3 separate regions of the Mus musculus genome follow, and all the other regions are linked to region 2. A link is a contact called in public HiChIP or PLAC-seq and promoter capture Hi-C data. All regions are on one chromosome and are shown on one strand. The core of a region is the stretch at or near the end of the contact, and the rest is flanking DNA. Distances in the headings are between cores, read along the strand shown.

What was found. Promoter capture Hi-C pulls out the DNA fragments that hold promoters and counts their contacts. HiChIP or PLAC-seq counts read pairs in DNA pulled down with a chosen protein or histone mark.
Region 1: a promoter capture Hi-C map of hippocampal neurons shows a contact between it and region 2, with 20 times the contacts expected there. The contact joins the enhancer-like site here to the promoter of Shroom1 in region 2. A contact is called at or near these places in 17 of 39 promoter capture datasets (the 3T3-L1 cell line, 3T3-L1-derived adipocytes, the C10 cell line and 12 more), 18 of 484 Hi-C or Micro-C datasets (the N1E-115 cell line, cardiomyocytes, cerebellum and 9 more) and 5 of 115 datasets of contacts at active chromatin or transcription factors (the NIH/3T3 cell line, astrocytes, embryonic forebrain and 2 more).
Region 3: an H3K4me3 HiChIP or PLAC-seq map of embryonic forebrain shows a contact between it and region 2, with 7 times the contacts expected there. The contact joins the promoter of 9530068E07Rik here to the promoter of Shroom1 in region 2. A contact is called at or near these places in 15 of 39 promoter capture datasets (the 3T3-L1 cell line, the C10 cell line, the HPC-7 cell line and 10 more) and 5 of 115 datasets of contacts at active chromatin or transcription factors (cardiomyocytes, embryonic forebrain, embryonic limb bud and 2 more).

Annotation. Positions count from the first base shown.
Region 1 is chr11:52,417,187-52,421,724 of GRCm38.p6, reverse strand. No RefSeq gene overlaps it. Among named protein-coding and RNA genes, the nearest start is that of 9530068E07Rik, 23 kb to the right of the region's middle. Within about 2 kb of position 3,109, at least 22 of the 459 cell types and tissues checked have an H3K27ac peak or open chromatin away from gene starts, as enhancers often do.
Region 2 is chr11:53,455,282-53,459,731 of GRCm38.p6, reverse strand. Shroom1 (shroom family member 1) reads right to left here and starts at 2,527. Exons shown (of 8, transcript NM_027917.3): 1 at 2,391-2,527.
Region 3 is chr11:52,394,828-52,399,779 of GRCm38.p6, reverse strand. 9530068E07Rik (RIKEN cDNA 9530068E07 gene) reads right to left here and starts at 3,352. Exons shown (of 3, transcript NM_153117.2): 1 at 3,177-3,352. The coding sequence starts at 3,312.

The sequences.
Region 1 (4,538 bases), core at 1,860-4,359, 1.0 Mb after region 2:
AGGTGGGGGTTCCTTCTGAGCTCCTGTCTGTGTAGACTTGGGTTCCCTGTCAAAGCCAGTAGCAATTCCAGGATCTGGTGGAAATGCTAAAAAAAAAAAAAAATAGAGAAAGTGTGCTCTGTGGTGTAGTCACACTGCCCTCTGCTGGACAAACTTAACACGACAAGGAGAACCTGTATTTGTGGACATTAGACAACTACACAAGTAGGCGCTCAGTGTTTGTTGTTTAGTTATTTGTCATGAACGCTCATGAGCATCAGAGAAGGGACAATGGAGTTTGAGCTGAGAAGGGCGAGGAGAAAGAGATCCTGGACCAGGCTTGGGAAATGGCCAGGATCAGGCGAGCCTGAAGGGAAGAGTGTCTGAGCCTGGGCAGAGGAGCCAAAAGGACACGTGCCACTTTTGTTTGAAGAAAATGTGCATGGTCTCTGCTTAGAGGTGGATGGGGAAGCTGTTGCCTATACCCTGTGGGCCCCTCCCCTTCCAGGGCTAGCTCTAGCCAGCCCTGCCGCCTATTTCCCAGAACAGACTCTGCAGTCCCAAAGGCTCCCACGCTGAGACACCAGCTCCCCTGACTGGCCTTAAGCTACAGGGGCTGAATCTCAAATGAGCCACCAAGACCTCGCTGTTTTCGGCTCCATCGAGATAAGAAAACACCACGAGAAGTAATTGACAAGAGTTAATAATTTAACAATGCAATAGACCTTGTAATTAAAAATAAGCTGAAGGAGCTCACAAAGTGATTACAGTGGTGTTTCAAGGCCCAATTACATCAAAAGTGCCTCTCGCTGCGTCAAAAGAGAGAAGCGGGCCAAGAGGACAAGTCAGGAAAGAGGCCCACTAGGGCACAATCATTAACTACGAGTGTCACCTCTAGGCTGTAAAAACACGTCAGGTACACATGGCCAGTACTGGCTGACACCTTCCCCCAGCCCAAGACATTTAGGAACTGCCCCCAGCCCCTTCCCCCTTCTCCCTTTTCTGGGGAAGCGTCTGAAAAATCTCAAGCCTTGCCCCATCTCTCCCCACCCCCTCTGAAGTCTCAGATTCTTTTCCTTCCGGTGAGCTTTAGTGGGCAATATCAAACAGCTCCCTTGATTTATGCACCAAGCCAATGAATAAAACACTGTTCTTCTCCAAAGCCAGCACCCATGCCCACTGTGCTGAGAGAAGTTTGCCTTACAGCCGTCACCCGGGTCACGGCCTCTTGGAACTCTGGGTAAAGTTTTCTCTGTCTTCGTAGAGCCAATGCTGGTCTCTCTGTTCAGTTACCCGTTCTATCCTGAAATCACAACACTCCACCAGGTCCAGATATTTGTACTTAGAGGCTTTGGGGATGAAATCTCCAGACCTGATTTTTTTCTTTAATTTTAATGCATGAGCCCCTGTCATCTTCAATAATCCTGGTTATCCTTTTACAGATACTTTCTCCCTAGAAATAAATAGCTGTTTTCTGATAAATCTAAGCCCACCCATGGACGGCACTGTGTATATTAACACCATCCTGCCCCTAGTGATGGAGAGGGCTGGGTGACACAGCAGGAGACACGGAGAGCAAGGATGGGCAGCCGGGCAAGGGATGACCAAGGTGTGTTCCACACTGACGGTTTATCCACCGCTGTGGCCAAAACAACTCTGAGATGACAGCTCTGCCTGCTTTTCCTTTTTTATACCAGAGTCAAAGGGCTCAAAGACCATGACCAGGGAAGAAAGGCAGGGGTGTACGTACAAGGTACAGTGAAGAAGCCAAGCACGTGTTTCTGCAAACCTAGCAGTTTCCTGGAGCCTGAGGCAAAGGACTGCTCAGAGACCCCTGCCCCCTTCAACAGAAACTGAAATTTCAGAGAAAAGAAAGGCACAAGAACCACAGGCCCGATGCCATTTCCTGTCCCAGTGTGAGTGGGCTCAGGACACAAAAAAAAAAGAGAGCTACCCCTTTCTACTTCTTAGAAACCTACCCACTGGGGTCTAGATGGCTCAGTGGTTAGAGGCATGTACTGCTCCGGCAGAAGATCCGAGTGTGGTTCCCAGGGCCCAAGCCAGGTGGCTCATGTGCAATGCCAGCCCTAGGGGATCCAATGTCTTCTCATGCCTGCATTCATGTAAACGTGCATCCTTACATGTGGGGGAGATGTATAATTAAGAAATAAATCTTACAGAAAAAAAAAAAAAAAAAGAAAGAAACCCAGAGATAGACTGGGTGATTTTGAAGATGCTGAGAGGCTGTGAAGAGAGGGTGGGCGGGGCCCTGAGCAACCCAGAGGTGTGATCTAAAGGACCACACCCAGTGCTCCAGCAGGCTCCACCCCCTCGAGCTCACACAGCTGCTCTTCTGGAAGAGGAGGGAGAGAACCAGTCTCCAACGCTCCAAGCTTCTCCTTCTTCTTTTCAGCTATGGAGACACAGCTAGGTCAGGCTTTTTCGTTTTGTTCTGGAGTTTTGGGGTTTTTTTGTTTTTTTTTTTGTTTTGTTTTTGTTTTTGGATTGTTTTGTTTTTTGAAACAGGATTTCTCTGTGTAGTTCTGGCTGTCCTAGACCTCCCTCAATAGACCAGGCTGGCCTTGAACTCAGAGCTTCACCTGTCTCTCTGCCTGTGCCACCAGTGCCCAGCTTAGGTCTGAGCTAACAGAGACTATTTTCAGAGTTGGGAGAAACAGGTGATGCTAACCAGGGCCCCCTCAAGGCAGCGGCCCCTTTCCAACTCGGTCCTTATGTTCTTCAAAGATAGAAAAGGAGGGGCTGGAGAAATGTCTCAGAGGTTAAGAGCACTGGCTGCTCTTCTGGAGGACCTAGGTTCAACTCCCAGCACTTACATGGTGGCTCACAACTGTTTGTAGCTCCGGTTGCAGGGGTCCTACACCCTCACACACCCATACATGCAGGCCAAACACCAATGCACACAAAATAGAAAACTAAAAAAGAGAAAAGGGGTCCACTGTGAGGCTTTTCCTGACTTCCTTCAGAGCTAAGATGTGACCAGTGGTCAGCTTAAGTGCTAGGTCTTGAAGACTCTGCTCTCACTCTTGCCCTGTATCTGCAGCTCAGCCCAGGGCAGGGCTCAGTGTGTGCGATGATTAAGTGTCTGAGGCATTAATGCGCTGCCTATGGTTCCCGGGGCTGGAGGAGATGCCAAACTTCCCTTACACTGTAGGTACAGTGTGTCTCAGTGCCAGGCACTATGCTGGTGTTTGGCTTGGCCGAGCCACCTCCCTAACAAGCTCAAAGACATCCCTGTGGGCCCCTTCTTCTGGAACACTGTTGATACACGGCTCTCTGCCTGCAGGCCCAAAGCCAAGAGCCTGGTTTATGTGTTAAAGACACTCAGAAATAAAGCATCCCAGAAGGCCTTAGAAAAGGCTGTGTTCCCGTCCACCCTCAGCCAAGCGGCAGGATAGCCTCGCCTTCCTCACTGTAAACAGACAGACTTAGGTATATAAGGAGAGACAAACTGACAGTCAACAATAAGGTCAATGACTTCGGGGACCCAATAATCTTGCTGCCAAAGGTCATGGGGGAGAACTGCCTTTGCTTGGAGTATGACCGCAAGAGCTCACTCACAGGCTCCAGGCAGCCTAATGAGGTTCAATGGATCAATGGTTCAGGTGGATCAATGGTAGCCTGACTGAGCCAAGGAACCAGGGAGAGCAGCTAGCTCTGCCTCAGGCCTGTCAATTCCAACCACATGGTTCGTTTTATCAAGAAACAACCAGCAAAAAGGGGTTGGTGGGAAGCCGGGGATGTAGCATAGTTGGTAGAGCATTTGCCTCCTATGCACAGAGCCTTGGGTTCGATCCCCAGCACCGCATAAACCAGGCCGGGTAGCATGTGCCTGTAATGTCAGCACTCGGCAGGTAAAGACAGAGGCAGGAGAGTCAGAAGTTCAAAGATGACTTTGACTACATGAAAGCCAGTCTGGGGTACCTCCTTCAACAGAAGAAAGGGAAGGGAGATGACGAGAAGGGAGGAAGTGGAAAGAGAAGGAGAGAGATCTCTGTGATGGAGTGTGGCCCTTCTGCCTAAACAATTATAAAATAGGGGCCAATGCAGTGGCTCACAGTTAAAGGTGCTTCCCATGCAAGCCTAGGAACCCGAGTTTGGTCCTTGAAACTCACATAGAAGTGGAAGAGAAAAACCAACTCCACAGAGCTGCCTCTGATCTCCACATGTGCAGCATTCACACACACACACACACACACACACACACACACACACTATGTGCATGCATACATATATACACACATACAAATCAACACAATTTTTGTTTGTTTGTTTGTTTGTTTGTTTGTTTGTTTGTTGAGACAGGGCTTCTCTGTGTAGCCCTGGCCGACCTGAAACTTGCTCTGTAGACCAGGCTAGCCCATCACTGCCCAGCAACAAACAAATTTAATAATAATAAGAAGGACAACAACAATAATAAAAATAACAAGTAAGCCAGGAGGTCATGACACACACCTTTAATCCCAGCACTTGGAAGGCAGAGGCAGGTGGATCTCTGTGAGTTTGAGGCCAGATCCAGTAACAGGAAAGCCAGAGCTACA
Region 2 (4,450 bases), core at 1,278-3,777:
AAAAACATAAAAATAAACCTTAAAAGCAAAAACAGCTTAAGAGACAGAAAGGTGACTCACTGGGCAGGGCTGTCCACTGCACAGGCCCGACAACTTGAGTATGATCTCCAGGATCCATATACGAAGTCAGATTCAGGGGCTGGACCTACGATGGCCCAGCAGTTAAGAGCACTGACTACTCTTACCATGCACCTAACTTTGGTTCCCAGCATCCACACAGCTCATAACCAACTGCGTGCGACTCTAGTTCCAAATGATCCAACACCCTCCGAAGGCTATTGTATGTGATTGACATAAAATAGAATACATGCTTTTCAAAAGTCAGATGCTGTCGTCACATCAGTAATCTCAGCCTACCTACAGTGAGATGGGAGGTAGAAACAAGAGAGTCAGCTGGAAGCTTGAGGACCAGATACCTCAAATATACTTCCTAGCAGCGGAAACAAGAGAGACCTTGACGCATTGTGAATATGCTTGGCCCAGGGAGTGGCTATCAGAAGAGTAGGCATGGCCCTGCTGGAGTAGGTGTGGCCCTGCTGGTGTAGGTGTGGCCTTGTTGGAGTGGGCGTGTCACTGTGGGTGTGGGCAATAAGACCCTCAGCCTAGCTGCCTGGGAGTCAGTATTCTGCTAGCAGCCTTCAAGTGAAGATGTAGAACTCTCAGCTCCTCCTTCACCATGCCTGCCTGGATGCTGCCATGTTCCTGCCTTGGTGATAATGGACAGAACCTCTGAACCTGTAACCCAGCCCCAATTAAATGTTGTCCTTATAAGAGTTGCCTTGGTCACGGTGTCTGTTCACAGCAGTAAAACCCTAACTAAGACATTCACCATGTGGAAGGTGACAATGGACTCCTGAAAGTTCCCCTCTGATGTCCATAACACGCTGTGACACTCATGCTTATACTAACACACACACACATTAAAGTCATTAATGAAAACGCCAATTTATAATGAGCCATTAAACACGTACATATATCTGTTTTCTTATTGCCCCTAACTTATCTAAGGGGTGCTATTACATGGGGTCTCTGTCCATGCAGGATTCCCATATTGTGCCCTTTGTAGGGCTTGCTGTGCCACCAGGGCCTTGGAGCCTCAGGACAAACAACACAGAATTTTGACATTTGTCCCCGGAGCGGGGATTGCAGTAGAGTCTGCTAGAAAAATAGGCTGGGATCCTGGCTGTGGAGGAAGGTACTTGTTACCTGACAAAGGAATAAGGGGGCTCGGGGCTCAGAACTAGGGCTCTTGAGGGTGGAAACACCAGACCTGAAGGATGAAGCTGGCACTGGGGGCTGAATCTCGAGTGAAGGTGGACCCAGGCAAGCAACCAGACGTGGGACTTCAGGCAAGGTTTGTTGGGAAATTTGATAAAGACAATTTTCAGTGGGCAAAACCAGACCAAGGCAACACATGTAAGTCCAGGTCAGGGAACAGGAGAGGCACTGGAGAAAAGTCAAGCTCCGAGCTAATCGGGAATGAAACAGTCCTCTCAAGGGCCACCTCCCATCTGTCTTCCTGTGAGGACCTGTGCAGGCCTTTCCTTGCCTCCAGCCTTCCCTCAGTACCTGGAGGGCTGTTAACTGCACTCCCTGACTCTCCTTAGAGTCAGAGGTTCAGGGTTCAATGCTCAGATCTTAAATCCTAGCATTCCAGGCTAGGTCTGATGGGTGAGCTTTCAGGCAAACTCCTTGGTTCTCTTTTCTAGTCTCCAAAGCTATGGGTGACATTGCACCCCTGTGAGACATCTATTTTACAACATAGTAGCTGGTTATACAGTCTCTGCTGGTCTTGGGCAGACTCTGTGAGACGCAGGTTCCAGGAGGTGTAGAAAAAGCAGAGGGTGAATGACACCTAGGTAAAGATGGTCACTGCCATGGGTACAGCACATACCCCAGGGCAAAAGCTAAGCCCTGGGGACCACAAGGGGCAGCAGAACCACACAAAGAGGTGAGGAAAGAGGCGCTTGGAACACTAGGAGAGCGGGTGGCCTCTGATCAGTGCATTTCTAGGCCTTTTCAGTGGGGTTCACGGTCCGGGAAGATCGGGGGATTGGGAGGGACCCGGATTCTCCAGCAATCGAAGCTCAAGAACAGAGGGTCCTGAGACGGACGCCACTGTGTACATTGCGTCCCTGCAACAGCTGGGCCACCTGGACAGCTCTGTCCCCTGCCAGGCCTGGCCGAGAGTAAAGGTGCGCAGGGGCCCGATTCCACTGGCGCGGCCGGTCTGGACTCCGGGTCGGAAGGTCCAGACAGAATGACGGTCAGTCAGGCTGCTTCGCGGCCACCGCTGTCGCCGCCCCGACCCTCCCGTCCTTGTCTCCCTTTTGGGAAGCAGATCTGTGGACCACGCGCTGTGTGTCCCCTCACCCGGTCCCGCTGCGTACCTGTGGCTCCAGCCCGAGACGCACTTCAGGGCGCCGGCGATCCCTCAGTGACATCCGAGCCCTGGGCTCCAGCTCCCGACGCCACCTCCAGTCTCCGGCCGCAGCAGGGGAGGCGCCACCTCCGGCCGAGGAGGGGCCGGAGTCTGGAGTGGCGGCAGGGCTGCGGGAGCCGCGCCCCTTCCTCTTGCGATTCTGTACGTGGCCCTAGTCCCCGGCCCTGGACCTCTAACCACCGCAGAGAACTCGAGCCGGAGGGCGATCGAAATCCTCCAAGCACTGCCGGATCCGCAGGCAAGACTTATGGACCAGCAGGCTCCTCAGTGCGGAGGTCAAACCCTCCCGGAGGCAACAAAGGCTCACCTTCCTTTCTTCTTCTTCTTTTAACCTTTAAAAAAATTACATTTATTTATTTACTTAATAATTTGGGAAGTAAGTAATGGGGGAAGCTCCCTTGTGGAGAAGTCGGTACTTTTCTTCCACCCTGTGGAGTACTAGATTCCAACTGTGAAGATCTGGTTTGGTGACATGAACATTTATCCACTGGACCATCTCTCCCGGCCGGTTCTCTTAAACTCCACGATGAAAACAGATGTGCCTGGAGTTCCTGCCTCATGCTCTCTCTCCCTCTGAGTGTGCTTTAGATGGCTGGCTACCTGATCAACTCTGCTCTTCAGACCCACATTTCCAAAACCATGCCACCTACTGGACTCTTTCCACAGGCTCTCCTCTCCTGTCTTTGTCTCCTCGCTTCCCATAGCTCCCTCCACCAGACCCACACCGAACGGAGCCCTGAACTTATGTGCTCGAATCTGCTACTAGGAGTGGGGTCTTCACCTTTTGGTAAAGACTTTGAACTCCTAAACTCCCGTCTGTACATCCTGAGTGCTGGAGTCTTTTTTTCAGCTCAGATGACCGGTGCCACCTGGTCCTCATTCTCTGTGTGTGTGGTGTATGCATGTGTACCTCTCGAGATTGGGTCTTTTCTTTTCTTTTTCTTTTTTTTTTTTTTTTCCGTTTTTGATTTTTCAAGACAGGGTTTCTCTGTATAGCCCTGGCTATCCTGGAACTTACTTTGTAGACCAGGCTGGCCTCAAACTCAGAAATCCGCCTGTCTCTGCCTCCCAAGTGTTGGGATCAAAGGTGTGCGCCAACACTGCCCAGATACTATTGGGTATTTTATTCTATCATTTCTACACCTTATTTTTTGAAACAAGGTCTCACACAGAAGTCATCAATTTGGCTAGACTAGCTGGCCAGCCAACTCCATGAGTCTGCCTACACACACACACACACACACACACACACACACACACACACACACACACACACCACATGTCCCCTGCACTGGGTAACAATGTAAGCTGTGGCACCTAGCTTTTCCCTTAGCTACTGCAGACCCAAGCTCAGCTCCTCATGTTTGAGTGGCAAGCACTTTGCCCACTGCCCCACTGCCCATTCGTCTCATGGTCAGCAAGCTCTGTGACTCCAACTCTGTAAAAGTCTGTCCATTTGAGGACTCTGGAGAACTTGCCCAAGTCTCAGAAAGCACAGAGCCACAGAAGAGGAGAGACATCTAGATTCTCATTTTTATGTAAGTCTCCTTACATAGCCTAGGCTGGCCTGAATCTAGAGTTTCAGACAGCTGCCACATGGAAGCTGGGAACCAAACCTAGATCCTCTATTGGGATAGCAAGTGTTCCTAACCATTCAGTTGTCTCTCCAGTCTACCATATACAAATGAAAGAGACAGAGACAGAGACAGAGACAGAGACAGAGTCAGAGACAGAGACAGAGACAGAGACAGGCAGAGGGAGGGGGTTGGTGAGAGGGAGAGAGAAACTAGTTGCAAAAGCAACGGTTTGAGAAAAGTCACTCAGTATCCCAGATGGAATCATTTGCCCATTCTGTGGACTGTGTTTATGTTTTGTGTGTGTCCGATCTGATGACAGTCCTGGTTGTGTCCTGATCCTCACTGGTACAGAATGTTCCGTGTGTGCCTTGTGCAGTGGTTTGTGAGGCCTCCTGTGAATGTCAGTTCAGCTCCTGGCAGCACCAACATC
Region 3 (4,952 bases), core at 2,103-4,602, 1.1 Mb after region 2:
CGGATTTCTGAGTTCGAGGCCAGCCTGGTCTACAGAGTGACTTCCAGGACAGCCAAGGCTATCCAGAGAAACCCTGTCTCAGGAAAAACCAAAAAAAAAAAAAAAAAAAAAAAAAAATTTTACCAATAAAGTAAAAGCACAATGCGTAAAAGGGAAAAACTCGTAACTGCTATTCTTCGAAAGAGAAACTTCTGCTCTGTCAAAGAGCCTCCCAAGATAAAAAGACCAGCTACAGTGCAAAGACTGTTTGCAAGCTCCATAAACAACAAAGGACGTGTTCCTAAAATCAAGAACCTCAAAACTCAAAAGTGAAGAAAGCAAACAATCCACGTGGAACAGAAGGACGATGGGAACAGAGTGGACCCTAAGTTCCCTCTGACCTCCACACTCACACTCGACGCCACCACCACCACCACCACCACCACCACCACACATACATACATACATACACACACACACACACACACACTAATGCCTATACCTAGCACCAAGCATAGCAAGACCTGAAGGCTTTTCACTTCAGTGCCCAGGCCTGGTTCGAGCCACCATCACCTCTGCTTTTGTAACTCATCTGCCTGCTTCTGCCCTAACCCTACTGCCCACGTTCAGCACAGCATCATGCAGAAGTGACATGAGGCCACTCCTCTACTCAAAAACTCCCTTAGCAGGTTGGAGAGATGGCTCAGAAGCTAAGGTGATATACTGCTTTCCAGAGAATCAGATTTCTGTTCCCAATACCCCTATTGGGTGGCTCACAACTGCCTGCAAGTCATCAATGCTCTGGCCTCCACTGGCACCACCACCACACACCCACAGGCAGGCAGGCAGGCGACAGGCAGGAAGACAGACACATGCACACACTCTTTTATTTATTTATTTTTTCTGAGAAAGGATCACTCTGTCTATAGTCCTAACTGTCCCAGAACTCTCTCTGTACACCAGGCTGACCTCAAACTCAGAGAGATCTGCCTGCCTTTGCTTCCTGGATGCTGGGATTAAGGTGTGTGTCCCCACTGCACAGGTACACTTTAAAACAAAACAAACAAACAAACAACTGTCTACAAGGTCCTATCTGAGGGACAGAGAGGTAGCTCAGCAAATAAGGAAGTTTGTACTTTGAAACTCAACATGGTGGAAAGCAAGAACTGACTCCCAACCAAAAGCTGTCCACTGTCCAATGTCCTATACCTATACACACACTAAATAAATGTAAAGAAAGATGTATTTTTTTTTACAAAGTCAACAACCTTTGGCCACTTCCTAATCTCCTAATGACCCATACTGTCTACTTAAAAAGTCACAACATTGAGTGAATGAGCAGTAAATGCACTCAACCCAACCTCATCCCATCGCGATGCGCACTGCACCCCAGAGAGCATCTCAGCACCTACTGTACTTCCTCAAGGGCTCGGCCCTGAGACCCAGCTGGGCAGAATCCCTCTTCATTGATGAATGCCCACACCCAGCACCAAGGAAGTCAAAAAAAAAAAATTAGAAGGAACACACAAGTCCAGCACAGGGAAATAAGCTAGGACTTTACATGAAACAACAGACGCGATGCTGACCCAGCTGGATGGAAAGAGAACTCAGAACAGCTGATGTCAGACTGCTTGTGCTTAATGGACTTCATGGCCAAGCTTCATCCACAAAGGTATCTATCAATGAGACTGCTCAGACCCCTTGCCTAACTGGTACTACCTCTAGTTTAAAGGTAACATTCAGCCGGGCAGTGGTGGCGCACGCCTTTAATCTCAGCACTTGGGAGGCGGAGGCAGGTGGATTTCTGAGTTCCAGGCCAGCCTTGTCTACAGAGTGAGTTCCAAGACAGGCAGGGCTACACAGAGAAACCGTGTCTCAAATAAATAAATAAAGGTAACATTTAGAGAGAAAGAGAGAGAATGTGTGTGTGTGTGTGTGTGTGTGTGTGTGTGAGACACAAACTTAGGTGCAGTACCCAAAGAAGCCACAGGTGTCAGATTACTCCTAAAGATGCAGTTACAGACTGTTGCTCTAGATGATTAAAGATCAAAATTATGTCTGCATCCACCAGGGAAATCCTCATTACATTCTACCCAAGATATAAGAGCCTTGGAAAACCTAGTCTTTCCTCCCACAGACTCCAAAACCCTCCAGTTAGGGCAGTCAGCTGCCTGCTTTCAGTGCTGCTGAGGAAGGAAACTATGTATGCAACCCAGCACTGTAATAAAGGGACGGGTGATTGGCTGGAGAGTCTCCCTGGGCAAAGAAGGAAGTCAGCCCCAGTTCACATTAAGTTTTCATCTGAAAAAAAAAATCAATAAAGACTTGGGGAGAAAATGATTGCACGCTGGACAGAAAGAAAAATATGACTACTCAACAATGCTCAGTTTCTCCTGCTAAATCTCTGCCTCGGTTTACAGATTTCACTTTCAAGAACGGCTTTAATATCCTGATTTATGCTATAGCATCTGCAAGAAAAGAAAGTTTTTCTCAAATGAGGCGAGAGGGCGTTCGGTAAAACCTCAGCTCAAGGAAGGGCATCTGCCGCAGACACGCTCTCTCCCTTTGTTTCTAAACTCTACTCCTCCTCCAAGGCCCTCAGCCGGTCAGCGTCCCCGGACTCTGCCTCTACACCAAAAGCCCCAGAACTTCTCAGACCTCAGAGATGGAATCCACAAACAGCTCCTCCCCTCTTCCACTCTGGAACAGTCAATCAATTCAGTCCCAACACTGGGTCGCTGTCCCTATCTTTATCTCTGACCTCACCATTTCGAAGGGGAAAACAAAACAAAAACTTGCCTAGCCTTGCTTGTCCCTCTAACCTCAAGCATCTCTCTTAACATCACTCTCCCCAACTCCGACTATCTCTTCGGCCTGTTTCCTATCCAGTCTGCGAGATCTCTGTACTCCCCATTTTGGGGACCTCCCCCCTCCACACCGAGCGCCCTTCCTCCAGGGAGTGTATTCTCAGAGACTCCGTCCACGACACGGGGACTTCCCGTCCCCGCCCACCTACTCGGGTCTCTGAATCTCACAACCCCACTTCTCAGGCCTGGGGAGACCGCACTGGGAGCGCTTCCCAACTCGGGCCCAGCCCTGGGCGCGGGAACTCGGCCGGTGGGAACCACCGTGAGTCGGCGGCGCTCCGTCCCCGTCGGGCCCGACCCGGTCCCTCGCCGTCTCCCTGCGTTCATTACCAGAGCACAGGACGGGCACGAGCAGCAACGCCAGCACCAGAGATCGCGCCAGAGCCCCGAGGCCCCGGGCGCCCGGCCCGGGAGACAGCTTCTCTCGTGCAGCCCCGCACATTCTGCCCAGGGCGGAGGCGGCCATAACGGACTCGGCCCCCGAGCCTGCGCTGTTGCTAGGTTCTGCGAGGTGACGTCAGATACGCGTCCGAAGCGCACTCCCGAAGCAGCTACGTCCCGGCGTGATGACGTTGCATCTCTGAACCCGAAAGGTTAGCGTGGGAGTGTAGAAAAGGGTGCTTAAAAAAAAAAAAAAAAAAAAAGGCGAATGGGACGGATTTATTTTCAACTGGTGGTTTTTTGTTTTGCTCTGTGGTTTATCGTTGTCATCTTTGAGATGTATTTCAGGGGTCATCGCTTAAGAGCACTGGCTGATTCCCCCAGAGCTCCTGGGTTCGATTCCAAGCACCCCTGTATGTGAGGACTCACACCCATCTGTCCCAGGGTATACGGTGCCCTCTTTAGGCATCCTCAAACACTAGACGTATAACTGATGCAGAAACTCATAAGTAAAACAACTACACACAAGTTTAATACACTTAAGAAAGATTATATATATATATATGGAGCTGGAGAGAATGTTCAGCTGTTGAGAGCATTTGCTACTCTTGCAAAGGACTGGGTTTGGTTCCCAGCACTCAGATTAAACAGCTCACAGCCACCTCTAACTCCAGTTCCAGGGGATCTGACTATAAGACCTCTTTTGATCTCCACAGGCATTAGGCATATGGGGTACACAAACATATATGCAAGCAATCATTTCTGAATTAAAACTAGCCAGGTGTGATAGTGCATATCTTTAGTTTCAGCACTCAGGACGCAGAAGCAGGTAAATCTAAGTGAATTCGAGTCCAGCCTGGTCTACAAAGCGATTATAGAACAGCCAGGGCTACACAGAGAAACCCTGTCTCAAAAAATAATAATGATAAAATAAGCATTAAAGAAACAATAAAGAAAGAGTAAAATTGTGTGTAAGTTCAAATGCCCTCCAGTGCCAGAAGAGGGCGTCTACTCCCCTGGAGCTGGAGGTTGCTGTGATTATGAGCCACCCCATGTGGCTCCTGGGAACCACACCCTGGTCCTCTACAAGCACAATTGCTCTAAACTGTTGAATAATTTCTCCAGCACCCTTTTGGTTTTGGTTTTGAAACAAGATCTCAAGTGGCCCAGGCTGGCCTCAAAATTCCTTTTTTTTTTAATTTTATTTTTTAATTAGGTATTTTCTTCATTTACATTTCAAATGCTATCCCAAAAGTCCCCCATATCCCCCCCCACTCCCCTACCCACCCACTCCCACTTCTTGGCCCTGGCGTTCCCCTGTACTGAGGCATATAAAGTTTGCAAGACCAAGGGGCCTCTCTTCCCAATGATGGCCGAGCCGACTAGGCCATCTTATGCTACATATGCAGCTAGAGACACAAGCTCCGGGGGTACTGGTTAGTTCATATTGTTGTTCTACCTATAGGGTTGCAGACCCCTTTAGCTCCTTGGGTACTTTCTCTAGCTCTTCCTTTGGGGGCCCTGTGTTCCATCCAATAGCTGACTGTGAGCATCCACTTCTGTGTTTGCCAGGCACCGGCATTCAAAATCCCTTTCTACCCAGTGGATAACCTTGAACTCCTTCACCTTCACCTCCCACTTGCTGGGTTATATTTTTGTATACTGAGAGGTTTGTTTTACAAAATGTAAAAAGTGATAGACGTATGTCTTTGGAACATTTGAACC